2 separate regions of the Arachis hypogaea genome follow, and region 2 is linked to region 1. The links are chromatin contacts, called in public Hi-C maps. All regions are on one chromosome and are shown on one strand. Each heading gives the region's core, a stretch centred on a gene start, on an enhancer-like site or on the middle of the called end of the contact. The rest is flanking DNA. Distances are from core to core; before and after follow the strand shown.

Region 1 (3,719 bases), core at 544-3,043:
TTAAAGGTTGACCGATGTCCACAAGCATTAGAAATGAGATAAACCTTGTTGTGCGTTAGAAGAAGTGTTGTGGCTTGTGTAGGTAGGTGAGTCACAAAAGTCGAAGGTTGTCTAAAATGCACCCCACAAAAAACCTGTGATTACATGTATTAGTTTGTATTTACACTGTATTGTATATTATCAATGGAATTGTGCTTCTTATGTTATGTTATCTTCTATGTCTTTTTTATGTTGAGATTATGTTTTAAGAATTATTATTTGTGCTAATACATTGTTTTAGATAAGATATTATATCAGTAATTTTTTATACATGTATCTTGTTCTCATCATACATGAAATACATTAATAAAGATGATAGTATCTTATCTCATTTGTAAATTAGAAATATTACTAGTCTTTTCTTGCTTATTTCAACTATGCCAATAACAAAATAGTTTATAAGAAACTCGTCCATGCTGAGGACAAAATATGTAATAAAGGATATAATCATAAATTAATTTATGGGTGTCTATAGCTATAAGTGTAAAATTTAATATTTATTTTATTTAGGAAAAGTATATAGAACAACTCCTAATCAGCCAAGAATGGAATAACTTAATTAATTATAATTATATTAATAATTAATTTTAAATTTTTTAAATTTAAAATTTAAAAAATTTAAAATTGATTAAGTAAACCTAATTAAAATCTATAAAAATCTTTCTCTTCTCTCTCACATTAACCTACCCACCTCCAACAACCACACACACAGACCTCTCTCTCTCTCACCGTTAGGCCCTCTCCGCCTCTGCCCTCACCCAATATTCTGCAACTTCTCAGACTGAAAGTGACGCAATAATGCATTGAGTTGCTGGTGTTGCGATCCAAAGAGTGACTTAGTTTGTTAAAGGAGTGCCCATTTTCCAGTGAAGAGATCGTAGGAACCCATTTCAAGAACGCCATCAGTGGTTGGAATGTGTATGAGAGTTCGGATGCCATGCATGTAAGCTTCTTTAGCTCTGTCATAGTCGTAGAATTAAAGGTCCCCATTGAGCCAGATGGGAGACCCCGAACCGAAGGCCTTCTCGGGTAGCGAAGAAATATGAAGCTTTGCCCATAGGGAAGGTGCGTGTCAAAGACATCACGTAGATACCTTTAAATCGGTCTCTACCTTGCACTTGGTTCAGCTTCAGGAATTGTTTAAGGAAGCAGTGATGGAGCACGAATTGTCCTTGAATAATTACAGAAATATAAAAAAAACATTTCATTTAATATGAAAAAAAATCCTTAATACTTAACAAAAGAAATATTCAATTATATTTTGGCAAAAATAATTAGATATCTATAAAATAAAAAAAATTATGAAATTCTTAAAGAAATAGAAACATTCATATTTGCAATACAAAAAAAATCGAAAAATATATAAAAGAACATCATTTCAGTATGAAAAAGAAACATTTCGATACTTAGCAGAAGAAACATTCATGTATATTAACTTATTTTTATTAAGATGAATTTTGAGGTCCAGCCCATTAAAAAGTTGGCAGGAGTTAGCTAAATCCCCTCTTGATTCTTAGCAAAATTCTTTTATTTATTAAAAAAAACCCTAGTAAATTAGTAAAAATTTGGATCTTCTAAATTTTAAATTTTACTTTAGAGAATAAAGTATAATCTTTCACTATTTATTTTATAAGTGGGATCAAGAATAAATATGAGAAAAAAATTATTTAAAAATAAAAGATCACATTTTACCCTTTAAATTAAAAATAAAAAATTTAGAGGATTCAAATTTAATTAGTAATATCCTATAGTCAATAATTGTCGTAGACTCGTAGTAATACTAATTTCAGGGTGCTTGGTTGTTAAGCAATAGGCACGTTAGCGCTTCTGGAGTAGTCGCAGTGGAAGCAAAAGGGATAGCATAACATTGGAAGTCGCAAAGAAAAAGAAACTGAAACGTCAAAGTGATCAAACTAGATCACCGCCGATCTAACCCTCTTTCTTCTCTTCTCTTCTCTTCTTTTCTCTTATATTCCTAAGATTTCGTCCTATTTTCAATTCTGAGCCTGAGGTATGTCAGTATAACCACTATTCTTATGAAATCATTATTGTTATTACTTTGCGTGCCATAGATTTAATTGATTGATTAATTGCAGTTTTGAAGGGATGGATTCGAGTTTAGGGCAACAGGAATTCGATTATCTGTTCAAATTGTTGATGATTGGGGACTCTGGTGTTGGCAAGAGCAGCCTACTCCTCAGTTTCACCTCTGATGATTTTCAAGATCTCTCCCCCACCATTGGTCAGTGTGCTCTCTCTTCTGCATCTTTGATTATGTCACTCACTGTTTCTATGTGTTGTTTGATTTGAAGTTTCCTTCTTCAGGTGTTGATTTTAAGATCAAATATGTTACTATCGGTGGTAAACAGCTCAAGCTTGCCATTTGGGATACTGGTATGCATTCTTTCTGTTTGATTTAATGTCTGAGTCACTCTATATATATATCTCCATTTGTCTATACTTTAACTTTAATAATGCAGCTGGTCAAGAGAGATTCAGAACGCTCACAAGCTCTTACTACCGAGGGGCACAAGGGATCATTATGGGTAAATCTCTATTCTCTTGAATCACTTGAATTTTCATTGCAACCTAATACAAGAGAATAATAATTCATTGGATAGAAAGAATGCTTTTTGGTTTCACATGTCCCATCCCCCAAGGTGGTTTCACTGTTGAGATCTGTATTTTAGGGTTTGCTGCTTATTCTCAATGTTTTGTACCTTTAACCATTGCAGTTTATGATGTAACGCGACGGGAAACATTTACAAATCTTTCTGACATATGGGCAAAGGAAATTGACCTCTATTCAACAAATCAAGACTGCATCAAGATGCTTGTGGGAAACAAAGTAGACAAGGTACCTTCATTTGGGGTTTTTACATGGTATTTATAAGAAAATACAATAAATCCTTTTCTCATTCAGTGGGGGCTTTCGCGTGAATCTTGAATTTCATGTACTCTTATAGAGGATTCTGTTGTTAACATTCATATCATTGATTTTGCTACCGGTTTTTCGATTCCACCTTAAACTTTGGATGTGTATAGTTGGCCAAAAAAAAACATATCACATTCAGTTTCTTGTTTGATTCCTGCATCTTATCATTTTCTTGTGCCAATAGAGGAAACTTGACTTTTTGACTTGCATGTTTTTCAGGAGAGTGAAAGAGTTGTGACAAAGAAAGAGGGAATAGAATTTGCCAGGGAATATGGTTGCCTGTTTACTGAATGCAGTGCTAAAACTCGGGTTAATGTACAACAATGCTTTGAAGAGCTTGTTTTGAAGGTATGTTAAGCGACTTATGCGCATTTCCTAATATTATCTTTGACAATTAAGCATGCTGCATCATAGATTCCTCTTGCTCCATACAAATAACATTCTACTATCACTTTTGAAGGCTATGATTATTCTTTTTCTGTATTCTCTCTGGCTCTCTGCTCTGTTTTCTGTTGAATGAGATATGGAGGGTAGAAATGTTTAAATTTTTTTTTTGTTCTTTTTTGGGGAAGAGAGGGGGGGGGGGCACATGTAAATGGATTGCTTTTCTTGCATTGTGATTAACAAATTAACAGTTTATGACCATGGTTTTGCTTTTCTTCTTTTCTTCTTTTGGTTGTATGCAGATTTTGGATACACCTAGCCTCTTAGCCGAGGGTTCTAAAGGGGTCAAGAAGAACATTTT
Region 2 (3,719 bases), core at 812-3,311, 300 kb before region 1:
CCGGTTTTTTCACGGTTTTCTCCCCGCCGGTTAATACAGGAGGACCGGACCGCATGCATTGCCGGTTCACGGTTAAACCAGTCGAACCGACCGGTCCGGTCCGGTTTTCAGAACCTTGTAATTGACAGTTTAATTATGCTTTCGGTCCAAACTTTCAACTGAACTAATTAGATTATTAATTTACTAGTTTTTCGGTCAAACCGATCAATTCGATGTATTCTTACAACTATACATTAAATTACCCCAATAAATCTATGACAAGTCCAACTAAAGAACCCAGCTAACAACAATAACATATTTATATATTAAGTCTGCAAAATATATATATCACACATCCACTCCAAAAACAAAATCCAAAAATATAATTACTAAAAGACCAAAAAAATTTGTCTAAAAGTCAGAATTACCACGTTATTTTTACACATTATCAATCATAAATACACCTGTCTACTATATACACTCACACGTACACAGTCCGTACGAGGCACTTCATTAACCCCAATTAGATCAGCGTAGGCTAAAACGCACCAGAATTTGAGAAATACACGAACTTGTTATGACATGGGATTTGGGGGTGAGTTTTAGCTTGTGTCTGTCTAGATCAGACTCTTAGAATGCTCCTTACTTTTTGTCATGGTGTTGGCTCCAGAATTAGACACATGTATTGTACATTGACAGGCTGTATGAATGAGGTGTTATTTCTGACCTCCAGACAAGTAGAACCAGTTTTATAATAATTACAATTCTGTCTGAACACTTTGGGTGAAAATATAAAAATTATATGTATGGGTAAAAATTTATAAATATTTGTTTTCTTGTGAATTGGCCTTTTTTTTTGTTTTGATAATTCTGATTTTGGCATTTTAGTAGTTGGAGTGGTAGATTTTTTTTTTGGTTTATTACTGGTAAGAGGTACTTATTTTATTTGTCAATTTAGACTTTGAAATAAAATTTGATATTGGAATTGATCCATAACTGAGTCTGAAATAAATGGCAATTTATTCTTGACAAAAAAAAAGGCACTATGAAATTTGTTTTAATTTTATTTAGTTATTAATAAGAGTTAATTAAAAAATGATTAAAACAGAAGAAAATTTATGTTTAAATTAGGTCAAATTAATGTTATTTATTCCAACATTACAAGAGAGATTATGTAGTTGTGCAAATTATATTGAAGGTGTCACAAATTTAAAATAGTTATTTAATCAAAGTAACAATTTATTTATAAATACTATTTTATCGCTGCAGGACAGTCCGTTGCCAATATAAAGAACCTCCAGCCCAAGAAATAGCCCCAATACTAAGAACCTTGCATTAGCTCCATTGAAAATTTGAAACAGAGTTTTTGAAATATGGAGGACAATGTTATTTTATTTTATATAACTATCTTAAATATAATAATTTGTTTTCAATTCATTTCTAATTAGATCAATTTTTAAAATATATTTTTTTTTCAAATACAATTTATCTTAAACTATAGTAAAAAATATTTTTGAGAAAAATATTAAATGACCAACATTTTTAGTTAAAGAAAAAGAGAATTGACTAGGATTAGTAAATGTAAGACAAATAAAAAAAATTGTTGAGTACCCTATTCTAATAAAAAAAGTTTGTTGTTAAGTATGAATCTCATATCTTCTTAATTATAAACATAAAATTCCATATTAATTCAATTTAAAATAAATTAGTCAATTACATTTTTAATTTAAAAAATTGCACAAATAACTTATATGATAGATATATATTTACAATTCAAACAATTAAATTTTAAAATGTCATTATTTAAAGAATTTAATTTTGATGCACTATAAGTATAAGTGTAAAATCATTTTACACATGCATCTAATTACATAACGCTATTTTAACAAAAATAACTATCTTTCAAGAACTGTTAATGTCATCGCCTTTCTCACAGAACTCAGCTAAATGTCCCCCAACCCATTCGAAATAATCTTCGTTGCTCACTTCATTCTCCTCAAACACCCCTTCTTCCTGGAATGATGCATATATCGAATCGTCACAGTACATGTCTAGATCTTCCTCTAATAATGCCTACAAACTTAACATAAAAACCATGAAATAAGTGTACTTCTGCTTATCTTTGAACAACACTGCTTTAATTCAATGCACAATGTATAACTCCATACAGAAATTCAAACAGAACGAAATGCTGACCATCAGCTACGGATCATGGAAACTACCGCGGATGTCAAAGTATTTTATGCAACTTGGCCGCAATCAAACTCTTAGATCGGATACCATTACTTTTTCAATTTGGGGATTTGAGTTTTAGAGAAGAGAAACCACTTTCAGACAATAAGATGATACATTTCTTGTTTTTTGTCTTTCAATTTTTCTCTAATAAAAATGTAAAACTTCTCAGGTTTTCTTTTTTTGGTCTTCAACTTTTTACGTTTTTTTTTTTTAACTTGAACTTTTCATGTTTAAATGTTTTTGTCCTCCACTAGAGACAATAAATAATACTTGCGGGTAACTATAACAAAAAAAAGGGCCGAAGATATTATGACATTGGACGGGCCGGCCCAATATTTGTTGCACCCACAAACAATATTCAAATAAACAGGATTTACTTTTGCAAATAACAAAATTTATGTGGGAGCAACCAAATTTCATAATAAACCAAGAAACCTCTTACTCTTCCTGACAAAAAGTAAGAGGCGTCCTGAGAGCCTGATCTGTATAGGCACAAAACTCACTGTCTTATATATCATCGTTCTTTCGCTCTCTACTCTTGAAAAACGTGCACTCACTTCACTCATACAAGTTGTACCAAAATATCACTCATAGTTTGATAGAAATGGGAGATTTCTTGCATCAAACAACTAACTACTATATAACAATTTCTTACCAAGCTTTATTTTGGAATGCACATCACCATTATTTTTTATTTCGAATTTTTGTCTGTAATATTTGACTCAAAACTTTAAGTTATTCTTAATATTTTAAATATTTTATTTAAATATTTAACGCTATAAAATTGTTATAATATTATCGTATTGTTAATTTTATTAACAATTCTATACTAAAGAAGTGGAGGTTATAATTTGCTAAACTCTAAAATGGTCTCTGAAATTGGCGTCGTGCACTAAAATCGTCTCTAAGATTCCAATTGCACTAATTAGGTCTTGAGATTGACAAAAATATACCACGTTAGTCCCTGACCCATTTTTTATTAACGACGTGATAACGTGGGCTGTTAGTAACACATGTCACTCCATGATTTAGCCACGTGTAATGGTATGATGATGTGTTGACCAGTGACATGTGGCATGCTGTTGTAGATGGTTATGCCACGTGTCACAGTGCTCTTTGACCACATGTCTGTTTGTGCCACATGTCGTAACCGTATTCGTCCACGTGTCATCCATTATGTCATCATTGTAGATACACCAAATCAGTCCGTCACTTTGCGTTAAGTGACTCATTTTTAGTCCCTAAAATTGAATGTCGTGCACCAAACTAGTCCATTTACTAGTTTTTTCTCCTTTTTTTCTATAAATTCAAAATTCTCAATATCTTTGAATCCATTAATTTCATTTCTAATTTTTTACATGTTATTTAAATATAAGTGCTTTTATAAAATATTTTTTCTCTTGCGGGTACCCCTAACCGCCATCTTGGAATTGACGTGAAGATATTTCAAGCACCACACTACCATCTCTGACTTCTTTCGTCTAGATTGAAGAGGTCGAAAATGG

Evidence for each region. A called contact is a pair of places that touch in the nucleus more often than the background predicts.
Region 2: a contact with region 1 is called in a Hi-C map of an unstated tissue, with 4 times the contacts expected there. The contact joins the enhancer-like site here to the promoter of LOC112733080 in region 1.

The regions. Positions count from the first base shown.
Region 1 is chr13:122,839,142-122,842,860 of arahy.Tifrunner.gnm2.J5K5, reverse strand. LOC112733080 (ras-related protein RABC1) reads left to right here and starts at 1,793. Exons shown (of 7, transcript XM_025781946.3): 1 at 1,793-2,050; 2 at 2,136-2,281; 3 at 2,365-2,433; 4 at 2,520-2,585; 5 at 2,775-2,896; 6 at 3,194-3,322; 7 at 3,661-3,719. The coding sequence starts at 2,146.
Region 2 is chr13:123,137,478-123,141,196 of arahy.Tifrunner.gnm2.J5K5, reverse strand. No RefSeq gene overlaps it. Among protein-coding and RNA genes, the nearest start is that of LOC112733084, 15 kb to the left of the region's middle. Within about 2 kb of position 2,061, at least 3 of the 3 cell types and tissues checked have open chromatin away from gene starts, as enhancers often do.